Linked DNA regions of Mus musculus: region 1 is linked to region 2. Evidence: chromatin contacts called from public promoter capture Hi-C data. All regions are on one chromosome and are shown on one strand. The core of a region is the stretch at or near the end of the contact, and the rest is flanking DNA. Distances in the headings are between cores, read along the strand shown. Region 1 holds the start of Spg20 (spastic paraplegia 20, spartin (Troyer syndrome) homolog (human)). Region 2 holds the start of 4931419H13Rik (RIKEN cDNA 4931419H13 gene).

Region 1 (5,720 bases), core at 1,326-3,825, 57 kb after region 2:
AAATGGAGAGTTGTAACTGGTAAGAGCCCCTGGATTTTTATCAAAATACATATGACCACAGAGCACATAACCGGAACTGGCTTAGAAGCAGCCTGTGCAAAGTAGGAGCCCTCATTGCTAGCCAAGTCATCCATATCATGCTGACCATTTAAAATGCAATGGTAATACTTAATCAGAGATATCAAACTGATCAAAGAGGATAAAAAGCCTCAGATAAAACTTTTACCCTAATTTTACATATGCTGCATACTTTTCATTGAAGCCATTAAAATATACGACACTGTGGTATTTTGTGGCTCTGTAAAACCCCAGAAAAAAAAAAGGGGGGGAATTGTTTTAAATTTAAGTCTCTACAAAGTTCCTAATAGAATGCAGCAAATGAAGAAACATCCCTTAAAAAACAAAACAAACAAACAAAAAATCCCTAAAACTCAATAAGAACAGCAACGTTTTTGGCATTTGAATCTAGTCTTTCTTTCTCTCCCTCACTCCTTCTCTCCCCTTCCCCCTTCTCTAATGTCACTGAAATGGAAACTACCCCAGATGCTTACAGCCAAGAGCAGGGTCCATGGCCAGCAGTTGAGAGGGATTTCCTCCCCAGAAGGAGGGGTCCCAGCATCTCTCCTACTACCTCTCCTCCCTGTTGCTGAAGCTAGGTTAGGGATGAGAATGGCTGCAAGTGTGTGTGTGTGTGTGTGTGTGTGTGTGTATGTGTGAGTGTATGTGAGTATGTGTGTGTGTGTGAGAGAGAGAGAGAGAGAGAGAGAGAGTGTGTGTGTGAGAGTGTATGTGATTGTGTGTGTGTATGTGATTGTGTGTGTGAGTGTGTATGTGTGAGTGTATGTGAGTATGTGTGTGTGTGAGTGTATGTGATTGTGTGTGTGTGAGTGTGTATGTGTGAGTGTATGTGAGTATGTGTGTGTGTGTGTGTGAGTGTGTGTGTGTATGTGTGAGTGTATGTGAGTATGTGTGTGTGTGTGTGTGTGTGAGTGTGTGTGTGTGTGTGTGTGTGTGTCCCATCTAGATACCACTAGAGGATGAAGACATTAATTTGAACACTGCATGCTGGAAATACCTGGTCCCAATCACTCCAAATTGTCAATCTTTGTAAAGCCATTTTGAAGTATTTCCTAGAAATTGAGTGTGTGAGTAACTATAATTGGTAGCAAGTAGATCTGTAGACAAGTGACTTAATTTTATTGCCTGAAGAAATGGAGGGATTCTTTGTCTAACACACACACACACACACACACACACACACACTAGATATGACATTGTAAAATGATTTTGAGCATATGATTTGAAAGCAGTTAAAGAATAAAGGCAGGATGCCATTATAAAATCCTACCTGATTCACTTAAACAAAATAAATAGGAGTGTGTCCTAGTTATATTTGTTGCTATGATTCAGAGGAATAAGAAGAGGTTTAACTCAGGTCACTGGTCCAGGTTATAATCCAGTATTATGAGAAAGTCAAGCAGGAAATCAAACATCTAGATATATCACACCTACAGTCAAGAGCAGGGAGAAAGGAATTAACTCAGGCTTGCCTGCCTGATTGCTTGTGCCTAGTGCATTTTCTCCATTCTTTCAAGGCCTCCTATCTTGGAAATGGTGCTGCCCACAGTGAGCTGGGTCATGCCACATCAATTAACTTAAGACACCCCCCACACATCCAACCTAACGCAGACCATCTCTCATCGGGACTCTACCCAGGTGATTACAGGTGGTGTCAAGAGAGGGAAAGGAATTTTACAACGACTGAATTATTTGAATCAAGATAAATGGATAATTTTATGAACAATTCTAACTAGGGGTAGACTTTGCTGGGCTGGTTTTGGTTACTTAACACTCCCACCAGTAAGGCAGGAGGACCGGAAAAAAAACCATCTTGCCAAACCCTTTTCTGCTTATCTTTTGATTACAGCCATTCTAATGAGACAGAAGTTACATCTCATTTTGATTTGAGTTAGCCTGAAGACTCGTGATAGTCACTATCTTTTGTTTGTTTGTTTGTTTGTTTTCGAGACAGGGTTTCTCAGTATAGCCCTGGCTGTCCCGGAACTCTCTTTGTAGACCAGGCTGGCCTCGAACTCAGAAATCTGCCTGCCTCTGCCTCCAGAGTGCTGGGATTAAAGGCGTGTGCCACCACGCCCGGCGGATTCACTATCTTTTGATATTCTTTCTGGTGGTCTGTATATCTTGTCTAAAGAAGGATCTACTCAAATCTTTTATTCACTTTTAATTGTTGCACTTATAAATTATTATGGTGTGTTCTTTATGGATTACAGAGCAAATAAAAAATAATGACCTCTTCTTCACTGCTGAGCCGTCTCTCCAGCCCCCAGCCTTGTGAGGTTTTTGTTTGTTAGTTTGTTTTGTTTTTATGTCACAGATTTAACACTTTGCACAGGTCAGGCAAGGTCCCAGGTTCCAGGCAACCATTTGTTCTCCCAATCCTCAGTGCCCGACCCAGGTCTCCCCCTGGCGGCCGGAAGCTGTCATTGCCGTGGCACTGCGGGTCCCTTCGGCGGCCCCAGGGCAGCCGGTACGGAGTGCGCAGGCGCGGTCCGACGTGGCCTGGGCCTGGCTGAGGCCGGAGGGTGTGTGGGGCCTGCAGTTGCGCGCTCTCCGTGGGCTCTCGGGCTCGGAGCGGACCGCTGGCTACCCGTGCGCCTTTGGAAGGTCAGAGTGGGCAGAAGCTCAGCTCCGCGCCGGTGTGGTGACGCGTGGGCGGGGCCGGACCTAGAGGGCGTCACGCGGGGCTTTGTGAGCCGGGTCCACCCCGGGACGCCCAGCGGGGGTGGGGGCTGCGGCCCGGGTCCAGGCGGCATCTTGCTGAGAGCCCTTCTGCCAAGGAAGTTTCCAGAAGTCCTGCTGAGGCTATTCCAGCTAGTACTGAAGGAGCCTTCGCCCATCTTTCGTCTCCTACAGCTCTGGCCCGGGGAGCGGCGCTCAGGTCCTAGATCCTCCTGCCCCAGGAACCCGCGCATCCCTGGTGCTGGCCCTCCCATCCTTGGTCCCTTCTTATCCCCGGCGCTGGTCCTTCAATCCTGCGCCCCCGCGCATCCTTGGTGTGCGTTTACCTATCCCTGATCCTCGCTTGTCCCTTGGTTCGGATCCTCCCATCCCTGATCTCTGGTGATCCCTAGTGTGCGTCCGCCACTGTTCCCTCTCCAAACCCCACTGGCTTTCTTGCTCCTCTACAGCTTGTCCAACGTTGGCAGCTGAAAGCGCCAGGAGCCACAACACTGGCAGTGAATGGAGCGGGCATTGGTAATTGGGATACAAGTTTACTGGCTTCCAGCATCTCAAAGGACCCCCGAGGCCTAACTTTAGGTCTAGAAAAGTTTTCTCTGGGAGTGTGTGTGGTTTTGTGAGGCTACTTTATTGCTCTAGTGTACGGCTGGTTCCGTTATTCCCCATGGTTGTGGGATTGCTTAAGGATCCTCGAGATTTGCTTTGTTGTATTATAAACGGAACGGTTTTTGATCGATGAAATGACCCTCGGATACCTAAGAATTTAGCAACTGTTTTAAAATTTTCAGAAGCAATTAAGTGAATAATGAGTGCTCCTAGTTCTGAGGGAACTGGTCTTGGTTGGTGTGCCTTCCTGATGGTCTTAATTGTGTTTGTGGAGGACTTGTTTGAAACAGGAAACCTCTGTATTTTGAGGAATGTGGTTTGTTGCCCACGTGGTGCGCGGTACAATCTGAAACATACAGTTCCCAAGCAAGAAAGAATTGTTGGAATGGTTCTAGAGTTGAACCCTCCCTGACAATCAGTCCCCCATGTTCCCGACCCAGATAGGAGGAGTGAGGGATGTAGCTTAGTACAGTATGCTCAGTATAGTTGATCATGAAATATTGTACACGTCAGAGAGAGACGAAAATCTGCTACTTTCATTTTAAAAATGTTATATCTGGGTGATGAGTAAATTAGCCTTATTTCATCATTCTATATTTAAATTAAAAGTCTGAATAATGGGACTGGAAAGATGGTTCAGCAGTTAACAGGTTATCTGCACTTGTAGAGTACCCAGTGCCCATTTCCAGCTTCACCGGAACCTCCCCTCCCCCACATATGCATAATTAAAAATACTAAAAAACAAATATTAAAAAATTAGAATAGTTCAAAAATCAGACTTCACAATCACTTTGTACCCTATAAATGTTAACCTGCCAGTATATAATCTGAATAACAAACCCTTCCCATTCCCCGTTTTGTAACAGACCAGGCATGCTGGCATCAGAACTCCTGTTGCTGGCTGTTTCCCCATAAGCACAGTTATTTGCTACTTTCTCTGTCGTGGAATAGAACTGAGTTTCCAAGTATTTTTAATCAGAACTTTACTTCTGGTGCAGAGTGAACCACATACATAGCTGAGTTTAAAGTAGGTGTTTCTTACATCTTTTATTAGAAAATTTAAACAGGAGTGAGGACACTAACCCTGAGGACCTGAGTTCAAAAACCCCCAAACCTGTATAAAGGTATAATCTCTGCCCTCATATTGGGAGATGAGAGGCAGAGACAGGAGACTCCCCAGAAGCTAGCCTTGTCTACCAAACAGGAAAACACAAACAAACAAACAAACAAAAAGAAGCAAAAGACCCTGTTTCAGACAAGGTGAAAGACCAGGACATACACCCAGTTGTCCTCTGACCTCCCCAGGCCCCAGGGCATGTGACTGCCAACATTTTACAAGCAGAGATCTGTATACACAAGTGAGAGAGAGAGAGAGAGACAGAGAGAGAGAGAGACAGAGAGACAGAGAGAGAGAGAGACAGACAGAGAGACAGAGAGGGAGACACAGACACACACACATAGAGACAGAGAGAGAGGGAAACACAGACACACACACATAGAGACAGAGAGGGAAACACAGACACACACACAACAGAGAGACAGAGAGAGAGACAGAGACAGACAGAGAGAGAGCGTGAATATGTTTAAAAGTCCACCCTTGTTATCTAGAGCAGGTATTGGTTCGTGACTTGGTGATTGGACTGTTAAGCTAATGAAAGCACTGTTTATTTAGTACTTTCGATTGGCACTCCACTTTCTTGTAACCAACATTGAGAATTAAAGCATATGAAATCATTAACTTTTCAATCTTTTTGAGACATTTGGTAAACAGTTTTTTTTTAGAGTTTTTTTTTTTTTTTTCCACAGTTTTTTTTCAGTGCCCAGATATGCCTGGGCACTGCTTGATTCTCTGTTTATTCTGAGCACATGAGTCCAGCCTGCTGCCCAGAAGCCAAAAGCCACAGAGCCATGGCTGCAGCCCAGCGCTTCATAGATGGCACTGTCAGAAGGTTACACTCTCCTAAGTTCACGCCTTCTTGTGCCCCAAGGGAAATGAAGTATGGAATGTTTGTCCTGTGGCTTCTGAGAGGAAGGGGTTGGAATCCGTGGAAGCCTAAGGCATTATGACACAGCAGAATAGATTGCAAGGAACGTGTGTCAGCAGTGACCCCAGGATAGGACAAACATGGGTTTTTATATTGCCACTTGTATATGCTAGTTCCTGAATTGGGGGCTGATCTTGTCTTGTCCACTGTCTTAAAGTCCACTCTATTGGCTCGTTTTTCACTACTAGGAAGTCTCACTACTAAAGTCTGTGGTGCCTTCATTGTGTAGAGTTATAGAAGCACTCTTCTATTCCTTGATGTTTGTTTTGGTTTTTTTTTCCTGTCCTGAGAAGCTGTAAGGAGTCCACA
Region 2 (6,236 bases), core at 1,752-4,251:
TGTATGTATGTGTGTGTGTGTCTGTGTGCCATGAACAAGGCACTGAGGAGAGGCAATGTGCAGTACAACATATCTAGAGAGAGAACTGTTCTCCAAACTGAGCAAGAAGAAATGATTTCAAAAGAGGAAGAAAGGTCAATTATGTGAAAGGTGCCAATATATCAAGAAAGAGAAAAAAAAACTGAACAAGAGAAGACCCAGAAACAGAGAGCATCCAGTCAACAAACTGTGCTCCTTTGGCCAGGTACATCACTCTTATAGACAATAGGAATGCCACAGAGGTGCCATCCCACATTGTCACCTTGGTGGAGTGCACATCCTATTGAGCTCTCTGATTTCCAAGAAATCTTGGTGTAGCTGGGGCAGTAGCTGCACAGAGCTGTGTGGCTGGATGAGTTTGAAGGTGGGAAGTGATTCCCACACATCTGTGCATGTTTGGGTCTGACCCCAAAGAGAAGGGAAATTGGAGAAAGAGACGTTGTTGGAGAGTCACCTTGGAAGCCAAGAGGCCATGAGGTGTTTCATTACAGGTGCAAGAGCTGGGGCACAGCAGTCACAGAACAGGGCAGGAATGGCACAGGGGAGCATTTAGGGTAATGCTAACCCAAAGTGAACAAACCTGCAGTGCCAGCACTGGGAAAGCAGGGGAAGGAGGCTCCGGAATTTGAGGTCATTTGGAGCTACAAATCAGGTCAAGGCCAGCTTGTACCAGACTCCTGCTACTTCCCAGAGAGGGGAGAAAGACAGAAGGTTCGGGCTATGGCATGCTTCCGAGGAATCAGGCATCATGTTACTCCTCATTCTGAAGGAACGGGAGTCATAGAAGATTAAGGGGTAAGGCACCAAGATGACTTCAGGGTAAAGACACTTGCTGCCAAGCCCAGTGACCTGAGTTCAAGACCTGGAAGGAGAAAGGGGGCTTTCAAACCTGCCCTTTGACCTCCACATGAATGCTGTGACAACGTGTGCTCACAGACAGACAGCATGCATGTTCGCTTGCCCATACACAGTAATAAGGAAATCAAATGATTTTAAAACCAAAATGCAAACAGATAAATGAAAAAAAAAAAAAAAAAGAATGGGAATGAGGCAGCAGAGGGCATGGTGGAGTGTAGAGGGGCCACCAAGCAGTGGCTCCAGGCAGCACAGGTGTGAATGTGAAACAAGGTCATTTAGTACAGACACTGGTTCTAATTCATAAATTCAGGTCTTAGATTATATGTTTAAAGAACTGAACATTGCTAATCAAGTTCTATTTAAATTACTTTCACTTAACTTGACCCAAAACATTAAAAGGATCACAGTGGATCAAAGCCCAACAAAAGGCAGTGGACTCGAAGGCAGCAGATGAGAGGGCCTCTGAATGGGCCTCTACCACACTTTGTACTTCCGGACTGGACTCTTGTAAGCACTGGATTCCATAGACTTGTAATAGAGGTGAAGCATCATCATCATTATCTAGCAGCAGGATCAAGGGAGATTTTATTTTCTATCTCAAAAAAAAAATCATTGTTGTAGATTCAGATTTCTTCTCTTAAATGTCTGAATATCTGTCTTCAAGGGAAAATCCTTTAGTCAATTTGAAGCAGACAAGTAAGCAAATACCTCAGTGACCATTCCTGGTCTGTAGTGGTAGAGATGTGTGCTCTAATACCAACCTCTAGTTCATAAAGTAAGCTGGTGTATCCTGGTACACACAGTGCGGCCACAGAACACAACACAAGCTCTCCCCGATTAATTCGTGGTAGCCTAGCTCCTACTGAACATCTTTCTGGCGGCTCAGAGCATCTCCAGGGCTATAGGACAGTGTAATTTCATTCTTTCTGACTAGCCCTTGAATCACTTAACCCAAACAGTTCCTACATACACATATGCACACATGTGCACACACGTGCACACAGATGCACACTATCATAGAAAGCCTTCTTTGTCCTTGGCATCGTTCTCCATGTATTTGACATGCAGGCACAAGTGCATGAGTGCATGCACACACACACACACACACACACACACACACACACACACACACACACGCATACTGCCACAGCAAGCCTTCTCCGTGGCATATTTCCTGGTGCTCCTGGGTCATTACCTGGCCACAGGTCCTCCTGTACTGCTCATTTTCAGTCAACACCCCTAGCACGGTTCTCTGTGGGGGATCCTGGCCAAGCTGAGCTCTGCTGAGCATTTGACAAGCATCAGGACCTTGGCCCACTGGAGGCAGAGCGACTCCACTCTTGGAGCTCTGGCGATGCATTGCCTAGTAAGCCACAGCCTGCTGCTATCCAGGAAAGAGGAGACACAGTTAGTTTACCTCTCAACCTAGGGACCCGGAAATGCAGAGAACTCTGGAGTGCCAAGCTCCAGAGTCACTACCAATGTCCCAACTTCCCGACAAACATTAAGGTCCCAAGTGACAGCTCAGGCATCAGAGCAACCAACTCAGAACCAAACAATGGCTGAATGGGCTTTAATATGACCCCAGGCTAAAGGTTGCAGAGAGAGCCGGATGGAGCCCAAACTCCACGCCAGGATTGTCTGCCCACATTGATTTAGGGCAGAGGGAAGCAGAACCTAAGATTCCTGATCCTCCTTCCCTCGCCCCCTTCCAGATTTGATTCAAAATCCAAGATCCCTGGCTGGGAAAAGGTGAGTTCCCTTCCCAAGTGACAAGCAGGCGCTTCTCTCCAGAAGTAAGGCCCCCAAACCTGCTTGGGAACCCACAGCAGGCCCTGCTTCTCAGGTTCTTCTCTGTCTGGGCGATTAGCAAGCGCACCCCGGCCGGGGCCGGGCGGGCGGGGCCGTGCGCGGAGGGAGGGGACCCGGAGAGGAGAGATTCCAGGGGGCCGGTTCCAGCAGCCTCGGCTAGTGCGCTCGCCACTGAGGACTTTCGACCCAGCCGCGTCTGTTGAATCAGCCAATCAGCGGCCACCCCGAGCCCAGCAGAGCCGCTTCCATGCCAACCGCGGCGGGCGTGCGCCCGGGTCCTCATCGTCCTGGCGACCGCTCACCTGCAGCTCTGCCCGCTGATGCTCGGCCCCCGGGGCGCTGCCGGGCGGGGCCAACCGCGCAGCCCCGGGCTCCTGAACCGCAAAGCCAGGCGTGCCAGGCGCACCGAACCGCACTGCACCGCACGTCGCCACTTGCACCCCTCTGGTCGATGTCACCAGGGAGGGCTGACGGCGGCTTACACACGGTAGCCTCCCTGAAAGGGACAGTTCCCCAGGAGCCGGTTCCCCCAACAGCTACGAACCCCTCCCGCCAACGTCTCCTGCGCGGCCCGCTCCCGAGAACCCTGGCTCGGGAGAGCGACGCGGGGTCCTCGGGCTGAGGCCGCGGCGCCCTCCTGGCCGGCCCGAGGGCGCGGCTCGCTCCCCTTCCCCATCTCCTTCTCTCGGACGCCTGCCCCACGGGCTCCCGACCCTGGGCGGCGGAGGGCTGTGCCACAGCTTAGCCTTCCAGGGTGGTCAGGGGCCGGAAGTGTGGCAAAGGGAGCCGGGAGAGATTTGGGGCCGTAATGTAACTCGAGGTGCCCCAGCCACCCGTGAGAGGTCTTCCCCTTGGGCACCGCTGGTGCGGGGAAGAGGAAGGAATGCGGGGAGCCTCTGTGGCTTGGATGTTGAGAGATTCTGAGCTGAGGTCATTGCTCCGATGACCCGGCCACGGCCACGTGTGAAAGGAGAGTCCCAGGACTGGGAGTGGGAGTTTAACCAAAAAGAAGGTTCTAAAAGGGCAAGGCAATTCTTGAATCATGGAAACCCTGGCACTTGTAGAGGTGACAGGCAATCAGCAAACTGAGTTTACATAATTGGTTAACTTTTTTTGAAAATATATACACACGTGTACTCACATATATGTGAGCACCAGATGTATATGTCTATGCATCATATATCAGTATATATGAGTGTATATGCATACATGCACAGACACACACACACACACACATCCTGTAACTGCTTTTGCTTAGAAATAAAATCCACCCCTAAATTCTAAAAGCAGTTCCAAAGGCCATCCAAACTTTAAGCAAAGGTCGTTAGCCTGCCTAAGTGTATTATTAATTGATGCGTTCACGAGAGAGGGGGTTAGCAGATGTGAACTGTCTCAACCGACTAGACGCAGAAGATTCTAGGAAAAGTGTGGCCCATCTTGTGGAGAGGGCTTTGCGAAGCGTTTCACCAACCCATACTGGATGCAGAAGCGCAAAGCTTCCTTGTTCTGGATGACATGTTGCATCCTCTAATTCTCAATTCTCGTGCCTTCAAACATGGAGACAACACACAGGATGCGGGAACATCTTGGTTGCTGCCATAGATGTTCATAAGTCATCCAGGCCCAAAGGAGCTGTTTTGCAAGGTGCTCTGACTGGTGACAGGCTATGCCTACGCGACTTCCTGGAAATCTCCCAAGAAAGCCAAACCGTTGTTGTGATTGCTGGGTGTGGCTTAAGGTCTCAGCTGGAGCCTGGTAACAAGTTCAGACAAGAGACTGACAGGCTTGGGAGGGGACATTTTTTTTTTTTTTTGGTGCTAAAATTTTGTTTTATTTTAAGCCAAAATAGCCTGAAATATTCCTATCTGTTATAACTTTTTCCAGAAGAAAATGCAAAACACACAAAGCAGGTAGTACTACAGGACAGGATACCTGCATCTTCTGACCAAGTCTCAGTGGCTCCACCAGAAAGAACCATAGCAAAGGGGCTACCTGGCAACATAGGCCAGCCAAAGCTATAAAACCTGGTCATCTCATCTATCAACGAAGTGTTACTTCTTGTCAGTGCATATAGTGTACTAAAATTAATGAAAACCTTCATAAAAACGGTCCGCAGCAGATACATACAAGCAGGATCTGCAGCTGTCTATCAGCTTCCACTTGCGCAGTTAACTTATGACTGATCCTTGAGTATATCCAGTCACATTGAGAGCAGCTTGTCCAGAACTGCTTCTTTGCATGTGTACTGTGTTGTCACAGCTGTCCCCATGTGCCAGAGCCAGAGCCCAGACCCTGCCACAGGGAAGGAACTTAGGTTGGAGGCCTGGAGCTGCAGAGTGATGATGTGTGGCTGATGGTCTCTCCTGGGTAGCACTGTTGGCCCATGCTGCCTACCTCATACATCGACTGTGCACAAGGGCTCACCACCAGGCTGGGCAGATGCTACAATTGACATCTTGGGTTTCTTCCGAGTCTCCTCCCGCTCTGCAGCCAGCCTCTTCATCTCTTCTTGTAGCTTGCTCAGGATGTGAAGGTTGGGCCTGTTCTTCTTGGCATACTGCTGTAGCTCTATCACACTCTTGTCAGAGGTCTCCTGCTTGACCATTTTGCTGCTCTCACGACCATACATGTGCAGTAAGGAACCCCAGTTCTTGACATGTGGGTGCAGCAGCTGAAGGATTTTCTGAGATGCTAATTGTTTCCCAAGGGAGGGGACAATCTTGATGTGTTCCTCTTGATCTGGGGGGTTGTTCCTGTGAGCTTTCTTTTCAAACTTCTCAATTCCTAGGATTGGAGCTTAAGAATCTAGTCGGGACCTAAGGAAGATGTTTACAAAGACATCTACAGAAATGTCTATGGTCATTAGGCTGCCTTCACATAGATAAGAAAGGTTGATGGAGACAGCCTGAGAGAGAGAGAGCACACGCTATTGGTGGAGAGGGTTTAATAAGACCCCACATACATGGAAATCCTGAAAGAATGAGTGAAAAAGAAAAAATCAACTGAAATAATTAAATGGGACCTTTGAGTAAGATATGCCTTTTATGTTAAAATTCACTTCTTTGAGTAGCTGTCACCTGACCAAGCCTTATTTCAAATGAAATTTTATTGTTACATTAGCTCCCCTTTCTTCTCGGCACACTTCGCCATGCTTGTGTTTTCTGGATCTTTTTGTGCTGCTTCCGTTTCCCACATTAAATTATAGTTTTCTGGTCAGATTTTAAACTAACCATGTGAACCAAGTGTGTGTGTTAAACAAAAAAAATCAAATGCTTTATATCTTACACAGTACTTAGTTTTATCGTGCAAACTTATTTTTCTCCAGGGAGCTTACACAAGACGGCACCAATGGTAGATCGGCATAGTTTGGTGAAATGGTGAGTTTATTCAGCTTATTTACAGGAGCATGAGTGATTCCCCCAAATAAGCCACATTGTTGAGTTGTCACTCTACCGTAGGAGATGACATGCCCACAGCTCCTCAGATGGAGTCCGTACAGAGTCCCCACAGATTCACAGATGGAGCCT

The links. Capture Hi-C pulls out chosen DNA fragments and counts their contacts.
Region 1: a promoter capture Hi-C map of adipose tissue shows a contact between it and region 2. The contact joins the promoter of Spg20 here to the promoter of 4931419H13Rik in region 2. A contact is called at or near these places in 1 of 39 promoter capture datasets (the SN4741 cell line), 1 of 15 datasets of contacts at CTCF or cohesin (the NIH/3T3 cell line), 2 of 484 Hi-C or Micro-C datasets (embryonic stem cells and nephron progenitors), 1 of 115 datasets of contacts at active chromatin or transcription factors (embryonic stem cells) and 1 of 9 other capture datasets (adipose tissue).

Annotation. Positions count from the first base shown.
Region 1 is chr3:55,109,533-55,115,252 of GRCm38.p6, forward strand. It overlaps Spg20 (spastic paraplegia 20, spartin (Troyer syndrome) homolog (human)), which reads left to right and starts at 2,576. Exons shown (of 9, transcript NM_144895.2): 1 at 2,576-2,685.
Region 2 is chr3:55,052,241-55,058,476 of GRCm38.p6, forward strand. It overlaps 4931419H13Rik (RIKEN cDNA 4931419H13 gene), which reads left to right and starts at 3,002. Exons shown (of 8, transcript NR_040593.1): 1 at 3,002-3,196; 2 at 6,035-6,086. It overlaps Ccna1 (cyclin A1), which reads right to left and starts at 2,815. Exons shown (of 9, transcript NM_007628.3): 1 at 2,725-2,815; 2 at 2,093-2,278. The coding sequence starts at 2,257.